3 separate regions of the Hordeum vulgare genome follow, and regions 2 and 3 are each linked to region 1. A link is a contact called in public Hi-C data. All regions are on one chromosome and are shown on one strand. The core of a region is the stretch at or near the end of the contact, and the rest is flanking DNA. Distances in the headings are between cores, read along the strand shown.

Evidence for each region. Hi-C and Micro-C count contacts between places; a contact is called where the count stands out from the background.
Region 2: a Hi-C map of leaf shows a contact between it and region 1, with 3 times the contacts expected there. The contact joins the promoter of LOC123395900 here to the promoter of LOC123397795 in region 1. A contact is called at or near these places in 2 of 6 Hi-C or Micro-C datasets (leaf and seedling).
Region 3: a contact with region 1 is called in a Hi-C map of seedling, with 2.4 times the contacts expected there. The contact joins the promoter of LOC123397254 here to the promoter of LOC123397795 in region 1. A contact is called at or near these places in 2 of 6 Hi-C or Micro-C datasets (leaf and seedling) and 1 of 1 datasets of contacts at active chromatin or transcription factors (embryo).

The regions. Positions count from the first base shown.
Region 1 is chr5H:420,739,265-420,742,828 of MorexV3_pseudomolecules_assembly, reverse strand. It overlaps LOC123397795 (probable plastidic glucose transporter 1), which reads right to left and starts at 1,749. Exons shown (of 12, transcript XM_045092326.1): 1 at 1,400-1,749; 2 at 1,178-1,316; 3 at 533-733; 4 at 282-381; 5 at 24-136. The coding sequence starts at 1,637.
Region 2 is chr5H:419,992,002-419,995,565 of MorexV3_pseudomolecules_assembly, reverse strand. It overlaps LOC123395900 (lysine-specific demethylase JMJ25-like), which reads right to left and starts at 1,618. Exons shown (of 11, transcript XM_045090927.1): 1 at 835-1,618; 2 at 644-746; 3 at 8-329. The coding sequence starts at 1,328.
Region 3 is chr5H:420,204,692-420,208,255 of MorexV3_pseudomolecules_assembly, reverse strand. LOC123397254 (malonyl-CoA decarboxylase, mitochondrial) reads right to left here and starts at 1,770. Exons shown (of 12, transcript XM_045091876.1): 1 at 1,091-1,770; 2 at 854-998; 3 at 686-776; 4 at 367-425; 5 at 206-283; 6 at 22-105. The coding sequence starts at 1,626.

The DNA.
Region 1 (3,564 bases), core at 500-2,999:
AAAGCCAACGAAAGGTGCCTCACCAATGTGGATCACTTTCAGAAGGTATCCCCAAGGAAAGTGCAGCAATTATTCCTAAACATGTTCCAATCTGGCATAGAGTACCCAAAGTGCCTCTGTATTTTGTTGGAGCAACCTAGTATATAGTAGCATGTAAAAAGAGCGAAGATTGATACAGAGATATTGGAAACAACCAAGACACATGAGAACTGGGTATAAAATTAAGCATAGCGCTATCGCACTGCCGTTCAGTTCTGAAGCATCACATTTCTGAAGTGTACCTCAGAGATATATATTGGAACAAGCACGGTATTCACGCCAATTCCAATGCCAACAAGGAACCTTCCCAGGAGCATCTCATCCATCGAATGTGCCTGTGCACTGTATTATTGTTTTAGATGTAACACACGATGTTTATGAAATGGACATGCTGTTAAGAGGAAACTGAATTTGATGTTAACTTCTGTACAACCATGTTACGACAGCAGTTAGAAGAAGAAACTCCATAAACCTACGAATGTAGAAAAAGTACCTGATGAAAGCCCCAAGAATTAATGGAATACTATCAATCTGAAGAGTCCTTTTACAACCTAAATAATCAACTAGCGCAGACGAGCCTAAGCTCCCAAAGAATGCACCGACAATGAATATGCTGACCACAAGACCTTGGAGAAACGGATTTCCTTGAAAACCAAGCTCTCGTGCAATATCCTCTATTGGACCATTCATGACCCTGCAAATTACATCATGCAGCGAAACTTTACTAGAATGTTTTAACATAACATAGATATCTGCACCAGTAAACTGAAAATAACATTGCAATGTATAGTACATTAAACAGTCAAATACACATACTTCAGGATACATTCCAAATTCAGTGTTCGCATTTCAACTGGCATTGATCATTTAAATTTCCTTGAAGCCACATGAATTTTGATGGCAGCTGCACCATTTCCTATACAAAATTTATGTAGTAATGATGTGATTACCAGCTGCTGCATAACAACTGATTGAGATTACTAATGGAAGATATTCAAAAACAAGTTAGGGTCTATGCATGTTTTCTAAATTTTAAACTTTACATTTAATTCAGAAAGAACACATAAATGGCACGTCCTCGTAGAAATGCTATGTAATTGTAAACCCTGAGTTTGCTAACCACTCTTCTCTTACGCACCCAATGTGGTAGCCAAAGAGGAAATTGGCCATGGACGCAGTGAGCACGTGAGGGAACGCCCGAACCCACCCGAGATCAGCGTCACCGCCTCCATCTCCACCACCACCACCACCATCGCCTCCTAACCCCGCATCCAATCCTGTCAAGAACAGCGAAAGCTCGCATCATTACATCAACGCACCAACAAGTGCACGAGCAACAAAGAAACAACCGATGCCGAACCTGAGATGCCCCCCAGCAATTCCGAGCTAGGCTGAGGTGGAGGCGCGGAAGGTTGGCTGGGAGGAGGCCCGCTCTCTACGGCAGCGAGGCGTGGGTGCCAGAGCTCGAGGCGCCGCGGCAGGGCACGGAGGGCAGGTCCGCGCGCGCGGCTAGAGGATGGCCCGAGGCCGAGCCGCGGTCGCAGCAAGGGCGCCGATGGAAGTACAAGCATCGCGGCAAGGGGCGTCGGCGGCATCATCGCTCCGGCTACCGGACGGGCAATTCGTCGAGCAGCCGGCGGGCGCGGGTCGGAGCGGGGAAGTAAGGGGAGAGTGGAGGGGGGAGGGAGGCGAGAGTCCTGGTCCCGGGGCAACGGGTGAAGGGAAAAGCCGCGACGCGGAACGGCTGATTTTATGTGGGGCCACTTTGAACCACGGCTCGTGAAGAAGTAGTGGCCACGTGTCATCTGCTTTTTTTTTTTTCATGGAAAAATAAATTCATTCATCAAGCGGTGGCCAAGTCTGCATTACAAAGGTCGGAGCATCTTCACACGATTCGACCCTCTAGGTCTTGAAATAGCGGCACTAAAGATCACCCCAGACGCCGTTTCTTTTAAACCAAACTCGATCAAAATTCGGCACAAACTCGATCAAACTATGCGCTTTTCATTGATATTTGTACAAATTAAAAACATAATTTAAAAACCAAACTAAAAAACAAACGAGCCTTCTACATGCCGAGGAGCTTGTAGAAGTTGGTGTAGCCGTCGCCGCCCCAGCCGTCGTCCTTGCTGCACCCTGCCCTAGGTCGCCTCGTCGCTATCTTCGAGGATGACGCCGCCGCCTTCCTCGTGGCCACGGTGTCGGGCAGCGATCTTCTCGTGGGCGCGACGTTCGCGCTCTATCTCCTGACGGATGTAGTCGTCTCGCGCCCATTTGAGGCCGGTGTCCTCGTCGACGGCCATGGCCTCCTGCTCCTTCATCACGGGGAGGAGTGTCGACTCGGTCTTCGGCTTGACGAGGCGGGAGGAGGAGGTCGGAGGAGAAGGGACGCCACCCTCGTTGATGACGAGGACGGCGATGCGCGTGTGCCGCCCGAGCAGCGTCTCCCACGGCTCTGGCTTGACGGGGAGGAGCGGGAGCGGGAGCCAGACGAGGAGAAGGACACCGTCTCCATGCGCCTCGACTTCCATGAACTGTCGCGGCGGCGGGAGAAGGAGGGGGCATCGGGTACTCCAACCATGGTGAGTTGTAGTCCTCGGTGTGCTCGAGGACGGAGGGGGACACCCCACAATAGGCGTCACCCCTCGGAGTTGAAGCGGCTGCGGGGTTCAGTGCCATTGATGGCGTCGAGTTGTTCGGCGTGGCGGCGTTCAAAATACGTTGTCCACGGCGTGTGCTGTCGGGGGCGTACCTCGGCTGGTTTCGTGCTCTCTCCAGCATCGACAATCGGATGCGCGCGACTCCACGCGCCGATCATCTCCAGAGGGCGGCGGTGGCACCGAGACTCCGCCGGCGCTCAGCCTCCACGAGCCCGGCACCCGCATATCCGGTGGCGCCGGGTAGTCCGCCTCGTAGAGGAGGCGGGCCTCGGGCTCGTGCAGGTGGCAGCGGCCGAAGCCGCTGGCCGCCGCTCCGTCATCGGGGTAGCGCTCGGCCGTGGTCATCAATGAAGAGAGGGGCGTCGACGACGAAAGGGGGAGAGGGGCGTCGATGGCGAGAGAGGGAGAAGGGTTATGGCGAGTGGTGTGCAGCCACCGACGAGGGAGGGACGACTTATATAGCCGCTGGTGGACGGAGAGCGGGCGACAACCGTGCATACAATTGGCGGGAGCGGGTGGGACGCGCGTCGGGGCGCCTTCACTGTGCCACCCGTGAGGAATCAATGGAAGGCTGGCCGGCGACAGCCTTCTCATTGATTCCCTGCAGGAAAACAAGGCGATGAGGATGATGACCGCGCCTCGCCGTTGACTCGGTGGGTCGACGTAGATTTCGCGCCAAAACATTTCGGTCCTGGGTCCGCTAGTGACAAATTCGGCCCTAATCAATAAAAAACAGGCTTCTCGGGACGCGACTAAACCGTTTTTTCGTGTCGACGATAAAAAAGGGCCTTGGGGGTTTGTTGGGGACGCGGCTGGAGATGGTCTCACGTACCTCATCCAGTACCAAAGAAGCCACTCTGCAGTA
Region 2 (3,564 bases), core at 369-2,868, 750 kb after region 1:
AGTTTACCTTGAATTTTGGCCTCAATTTCTCTCTCAACCATCTGATCCCTGTTCAGGTCACTCAAACAAGGCAGCAGGTAGTGCAACAGATATCTAGCATGTTTTACTTTAGTTTCACAAGCAATCTCATCAGCTCTTGCATCCAATGTATCTACCTTGTCTAATTTGACACATGTGCTATTAATCTCATTGGAGCTTAGGAAGGAGTTGTCATTTGCTTCCGCCTGCGTCACCTCATTACGAAACCTAGTTGACTTTACACCTGAGGTGTTAGCCTTCTTTCTCTTCGTTACTGATCTACTGCCGTTGCGTTTCCTCAAAACTGAACTCTACGAGTGGAAAAAATGCATATTTTAGACCTCCGTATATGGTGTTGATTTTTTTGTTACAACAGTTATGGTTTCGCAAAACTGTAAGTATGTCCAACACTGCAAACACTCAATAACTAGATTTCCTTGTCACAGTTTAACAACAATTTGTACTACAAGTGACAGCATTGTCAGTTTGTCGCAACAGAGAACAATAATTTCAAAACAAGAAATCTTATGAATGTAACATAGAAATCAGAAGTGCTGATATCATGCTGAACTGCTGATGGGTTTGCACCATCGGAGATTAACTCAACAAGCCACAAGATCATCACCTTGGGTTCACCCTGCTCCTTGGGGTTGCACCGTTTACATTTGCAGATTCCGCGGCAGGATGGGCACTGAAGTCTAACCTGGCCCAACGACAACTCCGGGTACCTGCAAACCCGCAGGCCTCACTGATAACTCCGATGTTCATTCGTGCTAATGTCCGAACATTACAAGCGGGGTGAGAAGAGAGATGTACATATCATTGATGCAGCGGCCGCAGTAGATCTTGTCGCGGCATCGCTTACACTTGGTCATCTGCTGCCTCATCCCCGACTTGCATTGGTGGCAAGCCCTCCTACCCTTGGTGCGGCCCGAGGCGCTGGTGCTCGGCGTCGCCTCCTCTGCTGCGGGAGCAGCTGTTTCCGAGGGCACGGCGACGGGGCGGCCCCTCTTGGCCCTGTTTCCGCTGCGCCGCCCCTTGGGCACGGCGCTCCACGACGGGGGCCCGGCATCGGACGACGCAGGCGAGGCGCAGAGGGTGGCGACGCACCGCAGCTTTTGCGGCCGCGACGAGCGCGGCGCCTTCCTCTTCGTCCCCCTCCTCTCCATCTCGACATCCCAGTCCTCGTCCGCCCCCTCCTTCTCCTCCAGGAGCGGCGCGTCCTCGCTCCCGTCCTCCTCATCCTCATCCTTGAAGACGTACTGCCAGCCCACGGACCCCCCGGCCCGACGGCAACCCATCGCCCCCATGGCCGCCGCCGCCGCCGCCGCGCACGATCCAATCCGCGGGAGCAACCCGGATTCGGGGATTCGATCTCCCGGATTTATTATCTACGACGCCTATCCCGTCGGGCGCAATCTGGCCGGGGCGGGCAGGGCCGCAGCCCGCAGGTGTTTTCGTCGGAGGTGGGAAGGGGCGGAGGGAGTAGCGGCCACGTGGAACGCGCGTACGGGGCGGCCCGTTGCGGTTCGATACGAGGCTCCTCGCTGCTGCTGCTCCGGCCGCTGCTGGTTTTGGTTCGGTTTCCGGTGGGTTGGTCGCTCCTGACTGGCGAGTGCGCGGGTTGGATTTATCAGCTGCGGTAATTTCCTTTGGGGGGCAATGTATGGTAGGTAGGAGTAAATGTTTTTTTTTTACTACTACTGTTGTCTATTACTCCTGCTGTAGGTAGGAGTACTTCCACAGGTGCGAAAGGAAGGTTCGTTCGTCACGGCATGGGACTACGGCGTGACACAGGTCGTGCCAAGTTGTGACTTGTGAGGCGTGCCGCACAACTTCCCAGGGGTAGAAAGGTCCAACGGATCTTTTTTCACACGAGTATAGGCCGGCCAGACCAGGTCAGGGTTTTTCTTGTTAGCTAAAACCTTGACACGTTTTTCTGTTTTTGACGGAGCAGCCATGATTGAGAAAGCCTGTGTCCGGAATGACCAGACATGTTCGCAATCACGGACGATTATTGTTTGGCAGCTTCAACCCCCGACTCAAACAGACACGTATTTTGTTCGTGTTTTGTTTGTTCGAATCAGCACGTCTGATTTTCTTATAAATGGATCAACCGATCCATTTTTCATCCGCGTGAAAGGTTTGTAGTTATTTTTTTATCGTTTTGATAAATTTATTGCATAAAATAAATTTTATTTCTAGATTAATAAATGTTTAATACAAAACATTATTGCATAGTTTAATAATTATGAAAATATCTCATAGTTGATGCATTTAAAAGAAAAGGTTGCCGATACATTTACTAGTTGCTCACATGAATCCACATATGATTAAACAAATCATTTTGCACATGCATGTGAGTATCTCAATCACGCATCTTATGATGAAACTCGACGAACTATGCAAACATTGCCTCTCCTCCATGCTCATGCACAACATTGTCATCGTGAAACTCAAACCCTTAATCAGATAAACGTTTTGGGTGCTCATCCTCTATGATTATGTTGTGCATGATGACACAAGTTGTTATCACCTCCCACAACGTTTTCATGCTTCATGTTCTAGCAGGATATCGAACAATGCCTCATCGAGATTGAAGAACGTCAAAGGCACGTTCTACATATTTTCTAACACTCTTGTTCTTGGGCAAATCTCTTTATCTTTCTCTTCTACAAAATTAGAGATTGTCTTCACAAGAGTAGACCGCTTTGGATAGATATCGTCAGCTAGATAGTATCCATTGGTGTATTGGTGGCCATTGATCTCAACATTGACCTCCGGACAATTGCCTTTTGCCATCCTAGCAAACACCGAAGAGCGATGGAGCACATTGATATCATTGTGAGATCCGGCCATGCCGCAGAAAGCGTGCCAAATCCAAAGATATTGGGAAGCCACAGCCTCAAGTATGACAGTGCAAGCTCGAACATGGCCCTTATACTGCCCTTGCCAGCAGAAGGGCGGTTCTTCCACTTCGAGTGCATACAATCTATGCTACCAAGCATCCACGAAAACTCCTTACTTGAATTCATCGACAACAACCGTGTTGTACCGACAGTTGTTGGCTCTCTCAAGTACTCCGACCCAAACACATCTATGACAACCCTGTAGAATCTATACATGGACTCAAGGCAGGTGGACTCACTTATCCGGACATACTCATCAATGAGATCATCGGGGACTTCGTATGCAAGCATCCAAATGGCAGCAATGCATTTCTGATAAGAGGAGAAGCCAATCTTTCCAAGGGCATCCGTCTTCACTCAAAATAGTTATCGTATTCAACCAACCCCTTTCGAATACAGTTGAAAACATGTCTAGCCATCCGAAAACGGCGGCGGAACAAGTGACATTTGAAGAGCGGATTTGGGGGCTCGAAGTAGTCTTTCCAGAGTAGGAAATGGCCAATCTCCCGGTTATGATTCAGTGTGGGTGTGTGCCCCGGCAAGGAGCCCTTAAACTATGGCCGCTCCATACTTACGTGGTCATGGACGACCAACGCAACCGCCGCCATCTACTCATCATCATATGAAAAATCATCCG
Region 3 (3,564 bases), core at 521-3,020, 530 kb after region 1:
TTCAGATATTAGAAGTGATACCTGCACGGAAGGCATATCTTTCCTCAACATGTCAATGACACGCTTGAGAAGAAACTTTCCCAGATTAATACCTGATAAGCCTGGCTGGCAACAGCAATAGACAATCAGTATGTAGGTGCCAGATTGTCACTCAAGCTAGCACCATACTTCCCTTGGTATTTATAATCCTTGAAACTTTCTTTACCTGGGTTGACGATATTGAGTAAAATAGTGCACATTTAGCTTCACATTCAGCGATTGGAGGGACATCCAACAAAACTTCCTGATATGAGAAGAGAACATAAGGCGCATAGAAGTAGAGTAAGCACCAATTTATTAAAAGAAATCATGCAAACCCTTAATAACCTGTATAGATGTGGCCATATCTTTGAGGAGAGCAACTTCAATGAAAATCAGGGGCTCGCCTAGTGTTAATGAAGACAGTAATAGCACTCAGGTAAAGTTACTAAGAGACCTAAAACCATCATCTCAGAAACTGTGAATCATTCTGTTTAAACTACTGTGAAAATATGTTTATTTTCTCCATAAGAAAATTTCAAACATCTGCAGGAAATACTACTGATGATGTGCAATCTAAACATAAACTCTTGGTACCACATATGATCATGAGTGGTTAAAACTTGCAAGCAAAAATAACAATCAGAAACAAAATGTCCTAACTAACCTGGTATCGCAGGATGGAAGTAACCAAAACAACGTCGGCCAACACCCAGCCTTCTCTTCAAATCTATCAGATTCCTGATTGGATGCACAGCCTAAAAAAAGGAACAAAATCATCAACAAAACCACAAGAGAGCACATTGAAGAATTTAATGGTTTGTCAAACACAAACTTCATAAGCCACAATCTTCTCCAGCAAGGAGGCAGGATCATCCCAGGTTATCTGGTGGAGCGCAAGAGCCGCTGGGCTGAGCCACGTCACGAGCTTCTCCTTCAAGTACCCATCCAATGCACGCAGCACTGGAGCATTCTCCTCCCTGCGTTGCACTTGTAAGTTCCAAGTAGACCAGAGAAGCAGCAAGGAGACATGCAGTAACAGCAACAGCAAAGGTGTGAATGTCAATCTCACCCCAGCAAGGCGAGGAGGTCGGCTCGAATGACCGCGAGGAGCTTGAGCCCACCAGGCTGCGCGTTCATGGCCTCGAGGAACCCGGCGTGCTTGGGCCGGAGCGCGTCCCGGAGCCCCCTCTCCATCCGGTACAAAGCCGATGCGGCGCCGCCCTCCTCTCTCTCCGCCCTCGGCTGCTCGTCCCCGTCCTCCCCGGTGGCGGAGACGCTCAGGTACTGGCGCATGAGGTCGCGAACCCGCGCGCGGGGCACGTCGTAGTCTGTGGCGAGGGATCGGAGGATCTCGTGGCGGCCGCCCCGGTCGAGGGAGCGGTACCCGTCGGAGAAACACTCCAGGGCGGCGGGAGGCGGGGAGGCCGCGGAGATGGAGGCGTGGAGCCAGTGCCGGACGGAGGAGGCGGCGGCGGGCCGGGCACTGGGGTTGGGGTCGGGGCTGGCGGGTGGTGACGGAGCGGGCAGCGGCGAGGGGATAGAGTCGGGGTGCATCCTGGCACGGAGCAGGACGGCGAGGGATTTTGGGGTGTGGCTCCTGGTCATGCGATGCGATCGGGGCTGCCGCCACCGGCGATGGAAGGAAGATGTAGTCAGGAAGGGAGGTGTCACCGGCGCGCGCGCGGACGGAGGTTGCCAACTGGGGGGGTTGAAGAGAACGAACGGCGGCGGTGCGCCAACTATGCGGTTGGGTTCAGCCGGTCAGTTGTCTTGTCACCAAACAGTGCGCGGTACACATTTGGTGAGAATCCATAAAGTTGAGAACAATTAGAGCATCTCCAACAACCGCGCTTCGCGCCGCGTCAAAAAAATGTGTTTGCCGCGCGCGCTTCGGCTGGTTTAGCGCAGGGATAGACGTTGGCTCCAACGACCGCGTTATAATGCAGCGCGCGTGACGCTCCAGCAGCGCCCAAAAATACAGCGCGCGCAGCACGCACAAACCACATATACATTTCAAAAAATAGGAGCAAAAATGATCAAACAAACAAAATAAATCAACAATAAATAGTCATTACAACTCAAACAAATAGTTTATCGTTCAGTACAACAAATAATGCAATAAACACAACCAATAGTTCATGAACAATACAATGTCGAATGCAGAAATCATGCTCTTTGTCGTCCATGCCATGCCCACCACTCTTCAATCAGATCCTTCTAAAGTTCATTGTGCGTTGCGGGACGCCGAATGGCATGATAGGAGGCAACAAAACGGGCTACCCTTTCAGCCCTCCGTCGCACTCGCACGAGATGTCCCAAGAGCTCATACTGTGAGTAGTCTAAATCTTGGCCACGCTCATTCTTGATGATCATGTTGTGCATGATCACACAAGCGTGCATGATGTACCAAAGCATTTTTTGATCCCAAAATCTAGCCGGTCCTCTCACAATAGCAAATTGGGCTTGCAAAATCCCAAATGCTCTCTCCACATCTTTTCTAGTAGTCGCATGAGCATTGTGGAAATCAAGATTTTTCTTACCTTCTGGCTTTTTCAACGGCTTCACGAAGGTTTGCCACTTTGGATAGATGCCATCCGCTAGATAATAGCCATAGTTGTACGTACGGTCATTTGCTACAAACTGCACCGGTGGCAACTCACCATTTGCAATCTTATTCATCAGTGGTGACCGGTTCACAACATTGATGTCATTCAAAGATCCAGGCATTCCAAAGAATGCATGCCAAATCCAAGTCTCCTGATCGGCCACCGCTTCAAGGATTATAGTGGAACCCTTTTTTTGGCCGTGGAATTGCCCATGACATGCCTTTGGACAATTCTTCCAACTCCAATGCATGCAATCTATTGAGCCAAGCATGCCAGGAAAGCCGCGAGATTTGTTCATCGCCAATAGCCTTGCGGCGTCTTCAGTAATGGGAGATCTCAAATACTCCTCGCCAAACACTTGCACAATTCCCACTGCAAAGCGCTTGACACACATGATGGCTTGGCTCTCACCCATAGCCAAGTGATCATCAACTAGATCAGCCGGGATACCGTATGCCAACATACGCAAAGCGGCTGTCACCTTCAGAAAGGTGCTATGCCCGAGCTCTCCGACGGCATTCCTCCTTTGCTGGAAAAACCGGTCATTGCTCGTTAGTTTCTCTACAATGCGCTTGAACAAGTCGGTGCTCATCCTAAACCAACGACGAAAATACGACTCCGGGTATGTGGGATTCTCCACAAAATAGTTCTTCATCAATCTGTTATGGGCATCAATCCTATCTCTCCAAATTTTCTCCCGACCCATAATCGAACCACCGTGCTTTGGTTTTTTATTGATATGCATAGCTATGATCATTGCAAGATCCTCCTCCTCTTCCATATCAAATTATTCTTCGGAAGAATCATACAACGAACTCATCTACAATGTTCAATACTATACTATAAAAACTACAATTCAAAACATGCACCAAATTCATAAGTTTGAGCAATACATACCTTGTAGGCGTTTTGTCAAACACCTTGCGGGTGCGGCGCG